Linked DNA regions of Sus scrofa: regions 1, 2 and 4 are each linked to region 3. The links are chromatin contacts, called in public Hi-C and HiChIP or PLAC-seq maps. All regions are on one chromosome and are shown on one strand. Each heading gives the region's core, a stretch centred on a gene start, on an enhancer-like site or on the middle of the called end of the contact. The rest is flanking DNA. Distances are from core to core; before and after follow the strand shown. Region 1 overlaps PRRX1 (paired mesoderm homeobox protein 1). Region 2 has its middle 25 kb from the start of GORAB. Region 3 overlaps KIFAP3 (kinesin-associated protein 3). Region 4 overlaps PRRX1 (paired mesoderm homeobox protein 1).

Region 1 (2,951 bases), core at 319-2,818, 630 kb after region 3:
CATGGTCTATTAGAGATAGAAGGGGCTGGAGAGGGTGTCCTTTACAACCTTTTATTTGCAAAATGAGGAACCTGAGGCGATTTGCACGAGATCAGCCAACTAGTTGCAGAGCTGTGCCTGCCACCTGAGCTCCTGTTTAATGCCCATTACATTCCACAAATGGCTTTTCCATAGCTTCCTTCTGGTTGCAACCAGTCAAAATATGATGCTAGATAAATACTACATATCTAAACATTCAACAATTGTCCCTCCCCCTCTTTTAGAAAAATCTGTCTAGGATATATTTAGGATGCTATCATTATCTGTCTGTTCACATATGCTTGGTGAAGGAGGATGCGTTCTGGGGTGGAAAAGTCATTCTTTCGCACTGGGCGTTTGTACAGGCATGAGATTCTCAGACGCAATTTGTTGAGGCGAACGTATTCTTCTTCAAAGTCAGGACTAAAAGCCTCTATACCGCCAGCTGTGCTTGAGTTCTTTTCACTTGGACATGTCAACTTCCAGTCAATTGTACTTCTTATTAGTTCAAATCGCTTCCCAGTGTAATAATGACAATAGTGTAAATAAACTCTACTTCAATAAAAAATTAAAAATAAAAACAAAAAACTCAAAAAGGAAAGTAGAGACTATCGCTGCCATTTTTAGATTTGTATGCTGGCAAGAGAGTCAAACATCAAAGAAATATGACTGCAAAACTCTTAGATTCAGTGGACATTGAACTGTGCTAAAATAAGAGAGCAACTGAAGCAGTGTTCGTGATTTTAAAATATTAAATCCGCAACACATAATCAATAATCTGGTTAATAATTCATATTGACTAATAATTGTGGATGTGTTTTTTTGCTCATTTCAATGAGGAATCATTTTTCAAGTTTTTATTTTATGAGCTTATAGCCCCATATTGGTATTAATTGTTATAAAATTAAGTTACTTATAAATAATAAAAAGAAAATATGAAACTAGATGTATTTGAGGTCTTGGAACAATTTACTTTATTTGTTTACTTGATTTTTATTTTTTAAAAAGTTTATATGTATTTAAGTTAAAAAAATCACTTCCTATTAGCTCCTACTAGAAACTAATGTCTCTAGTCAACAAGAAATCCGTAAGAGGTATGAACTCACATCTTTCCCCACAACTGTCCTGATTGCATCTTCTCCTTTCACTTCACTGCCTGGTTGTACTCTTTTTGGTCTATTCTTTGGGACCTTTGCTGGAACCTCAGTTGCCACAGTGTAGCAGAGGCTTAGAGCAATTTAGGATGATTTTTTCTTGGACCTTCTAGGTGTTCATGTGGAAAAATAAAATATAGACATGTTTTCCTCCATGTTTCAATCTAAGAGGCTTGGGCCTTTAGTTTCCTCTCCCTGTGGTGGTGTGTGTCCTAAAGCCAGCACACAGAGGGACAGAAAGGATCCACACCTTACAGCTGCACTGGTCACTCATGCAAGGTGGTGGAGAGGCAGAAGCAAGGGAGACAGTGACATGTGAAAGTGCCAGGGCCGCACAACAGTAAGATGGGCCTGGCCTGCTACTTGGAAACTCAGTGGGTGTTACTCCCACACTGTGGGAAGGCTAGCAAATGCATCCTTAGTCACAACCAGCCGTGGCATGTCTGTATTAGAGGAGAAGAGGCCACCTTGAATCTCAATATCTTATATTTATCTTCAATTGCCTATTCCCTAATGTACAGTTCTCAGAGAAGAATGTGCCACAGAGTTCCAATAGTTATGAAAAGATAACATACAGTATAGCTGGCAGTCCAGCAGGGATGTGGTTAAGATTTGCCAAGCTGTCCGATGTTCTTTTTAAGTAAAAAGATCTCACCGAATAACTCTTATGATCCACTTTTCCAGTTAAAAACGGGCAAAGAACACATTTTGCCATTTGTGCTAGAGATCAGTATCTCTTTATTTACATGAAAATTACTTTAAAAGCCAGGCAAAACCTATAAAATCTTAAATATTCCACACGGGGGACTCAAACTAAGAATCTTTGTCAAATAAAATGAGTTCTCCAAGATCTGCTTTCAGCCACTTTCTTTGCATCTAAACATAGCCTCTCTTAGAGGAAGGAAATAGTAAAGTTCTCACAGAGAGAAAACCGTTTGCCACTCAGTAAAAATCCTGGGGCCTCACTGTATGAAAGCTGTAATTTAGCTCGACTCACTCCTCCATGAGTTAATTTAGAGCACCAATAAAAGGAGATTATTTTTGGATTGAGAATCTGCCTGGCACATTCTCTGAATCTAATAGAGCTAAATAAAACCATCCAAACTCCTGTGATTTTTGGAGGAGGTCACCCACAAGTGACGGCCCTGTGATAGATCTTTGGAACACAGCAAACCAAATGCCAAGGAGCATGCTCTAGTCTGGTGAGGTTAGGAGCCACATATATGAACAGACCCACTTCTGAAACACGTATGACTTGGAAGAGATGTGGAATGTGAACATGCAAGTAGGCCTGAGTGTGCACACACGCACGTGCACACACAAACACTCCCATTGGTCCAGGAGGGAGCAAGGAGAAAGGGAAATCAGAGAGAACTGACGTAAAATAAGCTGTGTCCCATTTTTGGCTGTGGCACCTAACTGGTTTCCACTGGGCAAATCACTTCAACTTTTTGAATCTCAGTTACTTTATTGTGAAAATGGGAACAATTGTCTTTCTTAAAGGGTTATCATATCAGATATGAAAAGTGTATATATTCACAATCACCTTACAAGTATAAGAGGAATTTAGTTTTGATTTTTTTCCTTGCCTATATCCTATCTGCTTTTTTCTCATAGTCAATGTAAGATAAGCCCGTCATAGAAAATAGAGAAGAGTGTGAGAAGGCAATAAGAGAAAAATATCTATTATTGGCGTCACTCAGAGGTGAACACTCTTAACATTTTATTTCTTTCTAGTCTTTTTTTGCTGAATGGTTTTATACAGTTAAGAATATATCA
Region 2 (2,720 bases), core at 194-2,693, 530 kb after region 3:
CCAGGGCACTGGCACAAAACAAACTCAAGTTATTCTGACCCAGGCCATTCCCAGTGACCTTTATAAATGATGTTTGGGGTTTTGTATTTCTAAGGAGCTAAGTCAGCATTTTAAAAGGCCCTGATAGATATAACTCAGTGTGCAAGGCAAGACCTGGGGCCACCCTGGACCAAGGTAATCATATCCCTTCTCAACACAGATCTACCCAGGTCTGACCTGTACTACTCTCTAGAGGATGAAGCAGGATACTGTTCTCCTGTACCTTAATATCAGGCCACTTTTGCCTGCTCCTAATCTCAAACAACTGTCGAAAATACATTGTCTCCTCATGCAGTTGATCAAACAGCTATATGTAACTACATAAATGCAGAGCTATATAAGTGGATACAACCTGGGCCATTTGTCCTTCAGAAACTTAGTGTACTTGAAGGTTTAAGATTTCCATTCAGGAGTTCCCGTCATGGCGCAGCGGAAACAAATCCAACTAGGAACCATGAGGTTGTGGGTTTGATCCCTGGCTTCGTTCAGTGGGTTAAGGATCTGGCGTTGCTGTGACTTGTGATATAGATTACAGACGAGGCTCTGATCCTGCGTTGCTGTGGCTGTGGTGTAGACTGGCAGCTCCGATTGGACCCCTAGCCTGGGTATCTCCATATGCCGTGGGTGTGGCCCTAAAAAAGCAAAAAAAAAAAAAAAAGAGAGAGAAAATTCCATTCATAAAACAAGCACTGATAACAGAACATAATATCTTGTTAATGGGAAGCAAAATAAATGATCAGGGAGGCATCCTCTAGAAATCTCAAATTTTTAGACCATTCCTAATTTTAAATATTCTATCCAGGCGTTCTGCAATCTCTGAATGTATTTAGGATGTACCATTTCTCAGTTTGCTTTTAGCTCTGAGGAGCAACACATACACAACTAAAAAAACAAAAAACAACATGTTTGGATTTTGAGTTAAAAAAGCGTAGTCACCAGAACAGTGAATTGGAAAGGGGGAGGTCTTTGCATGTCGTAATTTAAAATAGGGGGCCCACTGGGATCTATCAGTGAGAGAAAAAATTAAGTATTGGAAAAATGAACTTTAAACTCACGTCTTTCTGACAAAGGGTTGATGGTATCTTACATGGAGAAGAACATAAATATAATGGCTCATTACAGTAATTCAAGGCGTTGCTGAACCAATGGGCAATAATTACTGCCCAAGCCAGAACAAGATGGAAATGGAACCGACTGGTATGAATTCAAAGATAACATGGATGCCTGTTCAAGGAGCATATGTAAGAGGTCTTTTCAAGCCAAATTGATTCTAAGCACCTAAAATAGAGCCATAATTAAGCAATAAGACGTGACAGGGAGCACATTTCTCAGTGATTATAGCATCTCTCAAGGGAGAAGTCACTAGGCCAAAGGTTCATATGAGGAGTGAAATAAGAACCTTGCAGTGTATAGTATCACACACTTAGAGGGAGAAGGAGAAAGAGAAGGAAATGAATAATGGGAGTTAGAAGGGTCATTCCATGAGCTATTATTTCAGTTGCTGGGTAATACTGTCGTTTGTACAGTACATCTGGCTGTTAGTTGTACCCAGCTCTGTATTTATACCAGAGCCTTCACTCATTTTAATGTCCTACAGGATTGTCCATTTCTCATTTTCTTAGCCAAGCAAAAACCAAGCAGTTAAGACACAAACAGACTTGAAAGTCCATAGCCATCTATATGGAACTACTATCTGCTGGAATTATAACAGATAATTTAGTATCTTGGCTCATTTATCCCAAGTGCATTTCCCTCAGAAACTACTAATAGCCATGGCCCAAGTATCATATAGGTAGATACCTTACTGCGAGATGTCTCTCCATGTTTCTATGATTCTTTATCACCACAGAAGATAGCTAAAAATCTTTTGAAACAAAGTCAAAGGACAAGATTATTTTGTGGACCTTAATTTTACCAGTGTATTTTATCCCAGGCTGTACCCTAGACAAAATTCTGGGCAAACAATCATTTATCTTGTACAGCCTAGGTCCCATTTCTGTGAGCAGTGCTCTCTCAAAATCTGTTCCTGAGAAATCTGAAGACAGTTGCTGTATACTGAATGCTTGTGTCCCTCCCAAGTTCATGTCAAAACCTAACCCCCCAATGTGATGGTTTATTGGGAGATGGAGCCTTTGGGAGATGGTTAGGCCATGAAGTTAGAGCCCTCATGACAGTATTTGTGCCCTTATAAGAGACCCCAGAAAACTCCCTCACCCCTTCCACCATGTGGGGACACAGAAGATATCTAGTCATCTTTGCCAGACCCTGACTCAGCCAACACCTTAATCTTGGACTTCCCAGCCTCCAGAATTTGAGAAATAAATTTGCTATTTCTAAATCACCCAGTCTACACTATTCTGTTACATTAGCAGACATTTGGTCCTGTCCAAAACTTCTATGAGCACATATGGTCTATGCCAATTGGTTTTGCGTAGGACCAAGTATCAAAGACCTTTTGGCATGGGCAAAAACCCTTATGGGCATTTTAGATAGGACCGAATGTCCTGAAATATTCTGTTACAGCAGTTCAAACAGACCAAGACAGTAATTACCTACATTCTGGGGAAACTTTAAGTCAATAGGTTATTTTTGTCAAGGATGTCTGCATTTTAATGTAATGGAATATTTTAAAGTAATTTGTATTTTAATTAGTGCAGTGGAAATCTTAACCCCCAGCTAAA
Region 3 (2,991 bases), core at 268-2,767:
TTCTTCTATTAACTTTAGTTCTTGGGCATCCTCTTTGTTGCCTCTGACAATTGTTCAACTTCAGGTTTGTTTTTTTTTTTGCCTGTCTGCTGGTCCTTGAGCTTGGAAATATTCCTACAGAGGTTCTGTATTTGTTTATAATATATCAAGGCCCTGGGGATTTCGCTGTCCTGAAACAACTTTAATGATAATTTCTTGACTTGGGATTCCCTGAATTAGATGTATAGTATAAATTCTGACCCCATGAGTGTACTTGGAACAAGCGTATGATTCCTCTTCCTCATGAATGACTGACTATCCTCCCCATCTAGGGCTGTAGGGCAGAAGACAAGTTTTGGTTTTGTGAATTAAAAGGGCTAGTGAATCAAAATCTAATCCTCTTTTCAACTGATGAGAAAAAGGCAGCTCTTTGAAGTTCTAGGCTTTATATAGGGCATCAGTTCCATCTTCCTGTATTATGTAACCTGTACCTAGTTCAGTATTCTTGTGGTGGCTCTTGTGTGTGTGTGTGTGTGTCTGTGTGTGTGTGTGTGTCTGTGTGTGTCTGTGTGTGAATTTGGTCATGAATTATAACTTTTTGTTATATTTTGTCCACCTTTTCTATATCTATATAGGACATGGGTCTTCCAAGTCAGCTCGAGGATGGACCTCCAGTCCATCTTGCTAGAAGTCCCTTCCATTTTACTCTCATCTCTTTGCACATCTAAGGAAAGAATTTATAAACCTTGTATTCCTGTAGCTCAAATTTAGCTTTCTTGAAAGAACAATAACTTGAGAGAAATAACTGGAGCCATTAGAAGGTGTTTTCCTTCTCCTTATTTGTAGCAATTAACTGAAAAAACACTCTAATAGGTGCTTAATAGAGGCCGTCAGATGTGATTATGAAGCTGAAGGGAATACTTATTGAAACCTGTAATGGTCTCAAATTTTTTACATCAATCATTCAATGAAATTATACAATCTAGTCATCTTTAACTTCCACTTCTTCAATTAAATACAAGGACTTCTTGAAATTAGCAGTTCTATAATATCTAGCAATGCCTCATTTCACACCACCAAATGTTAAGGGAACTTGCTGAACTACTTAAGTAACCCCTAGGTCAATAAACTGAGTCATTAGCACCTCCTTTAAATAATTGTTTGTCTGTTACTGGTTCAGCATTTATATAATCTGTCATAATACTTTGATTTTTTTTAAGGTACAAAAATTACTGCTGTAGGCTTAAAGTAGAGAATTTAAGTAGCGATGTTTTCACAGTGATAGTTTAACTATACTGTCTGGTACTGAGTGAGTTAAAGCCTGAACACCACAGCTAATTACTATGTAATGCTAACCTTAGTTGCTGGTTCATTTTGAGACTCTTTAAAATATGAACTGTGTATTTTACCCCTATGCACTCTCTTAATGATTTGTTTTTTTAGACTGAAATCACTTCCAGCCATCAGTTAGACTCTTGGTCTCTACATATGCACTTCTCCAAGCACAAATATTTCTTTTTCCTATTGGTCTGCCAGCTCTGTCAGAGCAAATTTCACTTTAAACTAAATGCTATGATACTTAAAACCTCTTGGATTACCCAGGCTGCTAGTGTGATCTATGACCTTCCAAGAATGACAGCTGAACTTTCCAATTTGCTTATACTGCTTGGGGAACTAAAAGCACATGCCAAAGAGGAAAATGTTTCTGATGTTGAACAGAGAGGAGAGTTCTTGTTGGAGGTGGGAGCAGGAGACTATTAAGTACTGAAAAATACTAATAAGAAATGAAAAGAAACTAAACATGCTGCAAAATCTAAGAGCTAGAACATAATTCAAAAGTTAATGCTAGTATTAAAAACTTTTTAGTCCAGTTGCAATATGAATAATGACCTTCAGTTACTGAAATTTAAACACCAACCAGAATCTAAAAATGATAATGTACTATCAAAATGAATGAGTTCAAGAGATAGAATATAAAATTATCGCAAGTACTATACAAAATGGGCTATATCAGCTTCCCATCTTTCTTTATAAAGCAGAAATCTGACATACGGATATGATCAAAGAGGTAATATTGCTATCTAATATGCACGCTACCCCCACTGACATGTTGTTTTCTTGTGAATTAAAAATTAATGTTAAGCTTCTATTAAAACGTCTCCAAAGTCCTTAAATAAATAATACAGTTTGAGGATATTTTTATCCATATAAAGAAACTTTTAACTTTCTTTTACTACCTTACATAAGAAGTGGATAAATGTTAGTTATAAAAAAAAATCTAAAAAATCTTATCAACCATAAGCTTAATACGAAGTTTCTAATTTACGCCCTGGTCTACTAATTCATTTATCTGTCTCAATAATTTTTAGGCCAAATAGTCTGAAAATTACTTTGGCTGATAAAAATCAAGTAGTTATAAAGACTTTTTTGTAGCTAAAACAAACTAAGTAATATTTTTCTAAAATTGAGGGCACAAGTATGGGTAATAGAAACTATATTTAAATAAATTAAAAGTGCGTGTTCTTAAATAGCTAAGCATAAAACATTTGAAAATTTGACTCTAAATAAATTTATAATACAAAATATACAACAAAAGGCATATCCTTGCATTATATTTCATTTTTTTAATTAAAAATTTTTAATGAATGATTTTTTAAATAATAATAACAACAGTAACTTTTTTTGGCCACACTGTGTAACAGCCTGATGTGGGAATCTCAGTTCCCAGACCAAGTATTAAACCTGGGCTGCAGTGGTGAAAGTGCTAAGTCCTAACCACTACACAACCAGGGAACTCTCAAGACTCTTTAAATTGGACAGTGCTTTACAATTTTCAAAAGTTTCACACATATGATTTCATATAATCCCATAACACTTTTCTCCTTCATCCCTATCTTGCCTCTCCCTCCTTTCCCTCTCCCATTGGTAACCACTACTTTGTTCTCTATATCTGCAAGTCTGCTTTTTGTTTTATTCACTAGAAGCCCCATATACGTGATATCATATAGTACT
Region 4 (2,719 bases), core at 101-2,600, 660 kb after region 3:
ACACTTTTTAAAAACACTCATAATTGCGCCACCTTGAGATAGTTCGTTTATTTTTACAATTAGAATTCAGTATTTTATATAGTATAGATTTAGTGTAAATACTATTTTTTATTCTGCTCCTTTCACTTAAAATCATATAACCTAGTACTTCTTACTCAGTTCATGGTATACTTTTATATCATTTCTCTCTTAGGCAGAGTTTGTAAAAAATAATTCAACATTTCATAGAATCTGATTGTTCATGTTCTGTATGAAGAATAAATTAATCTCCAGATTTAAGTAGAAAAAATGATGGTTTAAGCAGTAATTTAATCAATAATAATGGTTTTTTTTTTGACCCAATGTTGACTGAAGTGTTTATATTTTGATCAATTTCTGAAAGTGGCAAAAGCTATTTTGTTACTTGGAGATTTTTCTGCTATGTTTAGAACCAAAATACATTATGATTTCACATTTTGAAGCTTGGTAGGAAATATAAGTCTTGTTAAGAAAATATAAAAGAAAAACAAGTGATGAAAAGCAAAAGAAACGATACACTTTTTGTGTTATGGAACATGAACTTGCTATTTCTGTTGATACTCTTATGTCAAAGTAGTTATCTCACATGTGACGTTCATTAAAAGGCATTTCTCTTGGTTAATCCTTGGATGCTCCCGTGTGGCAGCTCTGTCCTTGATCTGGTTCCAAAGAAGAGACTGAACACTTGCCCAAGTTTAAGCCTTCAGCAAGCAGAATTAGAGCCAGTGCTCATGATTCCTCTTTCTGTCCAACATATTTGCCACATAACCATATTTTCATTCAAATTAAACCTTATATGATATCAAAAATAGTAAAAAGTATAAGATTGGAGAACTACATAAACATGCCTGTTTGATTCAGGGCTTTGTCTCAGATCTGTGAGGCCTGCCTGCAGCTGAGGTCCACGTTGTGGGGTGTGCAGGCACCCCCTGGAATAAATGATGTGCCTTGGTCATGCAACTCGGGGACAGTGAGCAGACAGTTTTGCCAGAGGGTCAGTTTGCTGACTTCCACAGCTCTCCCCTGGAAGAAGAGAGGAGGAAACCAAGACTCAAAGCAATAGCGTGCATATGGTCAGAATTATGGGATGGGAAACAGCCAAAACATTTTTTTTTTTCTGGGTGTCTTTTATATCCAGAGTGGAGGCTGTATAATTTATCATTCAAACTGGGACACTTTTGAGAGTGAAAGGGGAGTACTATTAATAATGACACTAGGACAACAGGCATAAACTGGGATTGTCCCTGGCAAACAGAGATGTATGGGTCACTCTATTTATAGCACGTCCTGACCTCTTTCATTCCCTTGAGCATGTTAGAGGTGATGATGTCAGGCAGGCAACTGAGTCACTGGGAGGAGCAAAGTATTCTCTAACAGGCCACTACTGTCCTGGCAGGTGTCTTCTTTATCTACCCGTAGCCAGTTGAAAAAAGCTTGTCTTTGGCCCATATGCTCACTGCTTAGCTTAGAACTGTTTCCTTAAGCAAATGAAAGCACACAGAAGCACCAAAGTTATTAAGACTCATTATCTTGTAGTGCTTTGCCTCTTGGGTAGCAGGGATTAACCAAGTCCTAGACTTTTGACTGCTGTTTTAGATGAAGTAGTCAAGAATCTTTTCTGCAGAAACATCCTTTCCTGTGAAAGGTAGAGAATGGCCTGGCTCTGCAGTATTGGTCTGGAGTGCCCTTTCCAGAGGGAGGGCTGGGCTTCAAAGACAACTAATGACAAGTGAAAGAGAGGCCAGCCATCCTTATCCACAATTTTCCTCCCCCCAACCTTCTCCTTCTCCACCTCCCCTCATTTGATCGTGGTCACAGTGCTGCCTGACATCTGCTGAACGCATTTGGCTCATTTCTCCCTTTCACACTTTCAAAAATAGATCCTCGTCCCTCCCAAGATGTTGTTTACACGAGGGGCTTCATAACGGATTCTAACGGAAGACACTGAAAAGGTAACTTGTCAGAGGGGAAAGAGGGTGGCTGCTGGGGGCAGGGTTTAAGTGGGAATTAACTCTGTTGAAGAAAGTGGGGTTTTACAGTCCTAGGAATGAAAGCAGTGAGGTCCTCAAGTGGGGAATCCTATTGGAAACCAGAGCTGTAAGAAAATATGTCCTTAGAGTTAAAGTAGTCTGATGGCCTAGAGCAGGGCTCGTCACAGATTACTGGGCAAGTGAATCATCTGGAATCGTGTTACGGTGCAGACTCAGATTCAGTGAGTCTGTGGCAGGACCTGGGATTTGTGCCTCTAACGTGCTGCCATGTGAGGGCCATGCTGTTGACACTTGGTCCATACTTTGAAGAGTGTGGTTTTAGATGACTGTAGGATGTGGGACAGAGGTCAGAAGAACTGTGTTCTTGTCCTGGCTGCTGCAACTCAGGCCAGTTGGGTCATCACTCTTTTATGTAGCCTTGTATCTAAAATCAAGCTAGTGATAGTTTCCCTATTATATGTCTCACGAGGTAATTTGGAACCTATGTTTAAGCAACGTGCATTTCAAAAAAGAAATACAAAAATCATGAGATGATAGAAAATAGGCAAGCCTTCAAATATAAAATATTTCTAGAAAGAAAAACTTTAAAATGGTGGAAGTAAAAAAAAAAAAATGGTGGAAGTCTCACTGAATATGCCGTGCAAACTGAACGTTTACAAATGAAATATGGTCCTATTGTCCACTTTAAGAGCTAAATACACTTCAAAAAC

Evidence for each region. A called contact is a pair of places that touch in the nucleus more often than the background predicts. HiChIP or PLAC-seq counts read pairs in DNA pulled down with a chosen protein or histone mark.
Region 1: a contact with region 3 is called in a Hi-C map of psoas muscle, with 3 times the contacts expected there. The contact joins two enhancer-like sites. A contact is called at or near these places in 2 of 47 Hi-C or Micro-C datasets (heart right ventricle and psoas muscle) and 1 of 2 datasets of contacts at active chromatin or transcription factors (skeletal muscle).
Region 2: a contact with region 3 is called in an H3K27ac HiChIP or PLAC-seq map of skeletal muscle, with 6 times the contacts expected there. The contact joins two enhancer-like sites. A contact is called at or near these places in 1 of 47 Hi-C or Micro-C datasets (epiblast stem cells) and 1 of 2 datasets of contacts at active chromatin or transcription factors (skeletal muscle).
Region 4: a contact with region 3 is called in an H3K27ac HiChIP or PLAC-seq map of skeletal muscle, with 12 times the contacts expected there. The contact joins two enhancer-like sites. A contact is called at or near these places in 3 of 47 Hi-C or Micro-C datasets (embryonic fibroblasts and skeletal muscle) and 1 of 2 datasets of contacts at active chromatin or transcription factors (skeletal muscle).

Annotation. Positions count from the first base shown.
Region 1 is chr4:80,467,653-80,470,603 of Sscrofa11.1, reverse strand. All of the region lies in intron 1 of PRRX1 (paired mesoderm homeobox protein 1), which reads left to right. Among named protein-coding and RNA genes, the nearest start is that of PRRX1, 34 kb to the left of the region's middle. Within about 2 kb of position 1,568, at least 4 of the 83 cell types and tissues checked have an H3K27ac peak or open chromatin away from gene starts, as enhancers often do. A contact at or near this core is called in skeletal muscle, where this site is marked.
Region 2 is chr4:80,564,349-80,567,068 of Sscrofa11.1, reverse strand. No RefSeq gene overlaps it. Among named protein-coding and RNA genes, the nearest start is that of GORAB, 25 kb to the left of the region's middle. Within about 2 kb of position 1,443, at least 4 of the 83 cell types and tissues checked have an H3K27ac peak or open chromatin away from gene starts, as enhancers often do. A contact at or near this core is called in skeletal muscle, where this site is marked.
Region 3 is chr4:81,093,512-81,096,502 of Sscrofa11.1, reverse strand. All of the region lies in intron 19 of KIFAP3 (kinesin-associated protein 3), which reads right to left. Among named protein-coding and RNA genes, the nearest start is that of SCYL3, 39 kb to the left of the region's middle. Within about 2 kb of position 1,517, at least 1 of the 83 cell types and tissues checked has an H3K27ac peak or open chromatin away from gene starts, as enhancers often do. A contact at or near this core is called in skeletal muscle, where this site is marked.
Region 4 is chr4:80,436,407-80,439,125 of Sscrofa11.1, reverse strand. All of the region lies in intron 3 of PRRX1 (paired mesoderm homeobox protein 1), which reads left to right. All of the region lies in intron 2 of LOC106510093 (a long non-coding RNA gene), which reads right to left. Among named protein-coding and RNA genes, the nearest start is that of PRRX1, 65 kb to the left of the region's middle. Within about 2 kb of position 1,350, at least 8 of the 83 cell types and tissues checked have an H3K27ac peak or open chromatin away from gene starts, as enhancers often do. A contact at or near this core is called in skeletal muscle, where this site is marked.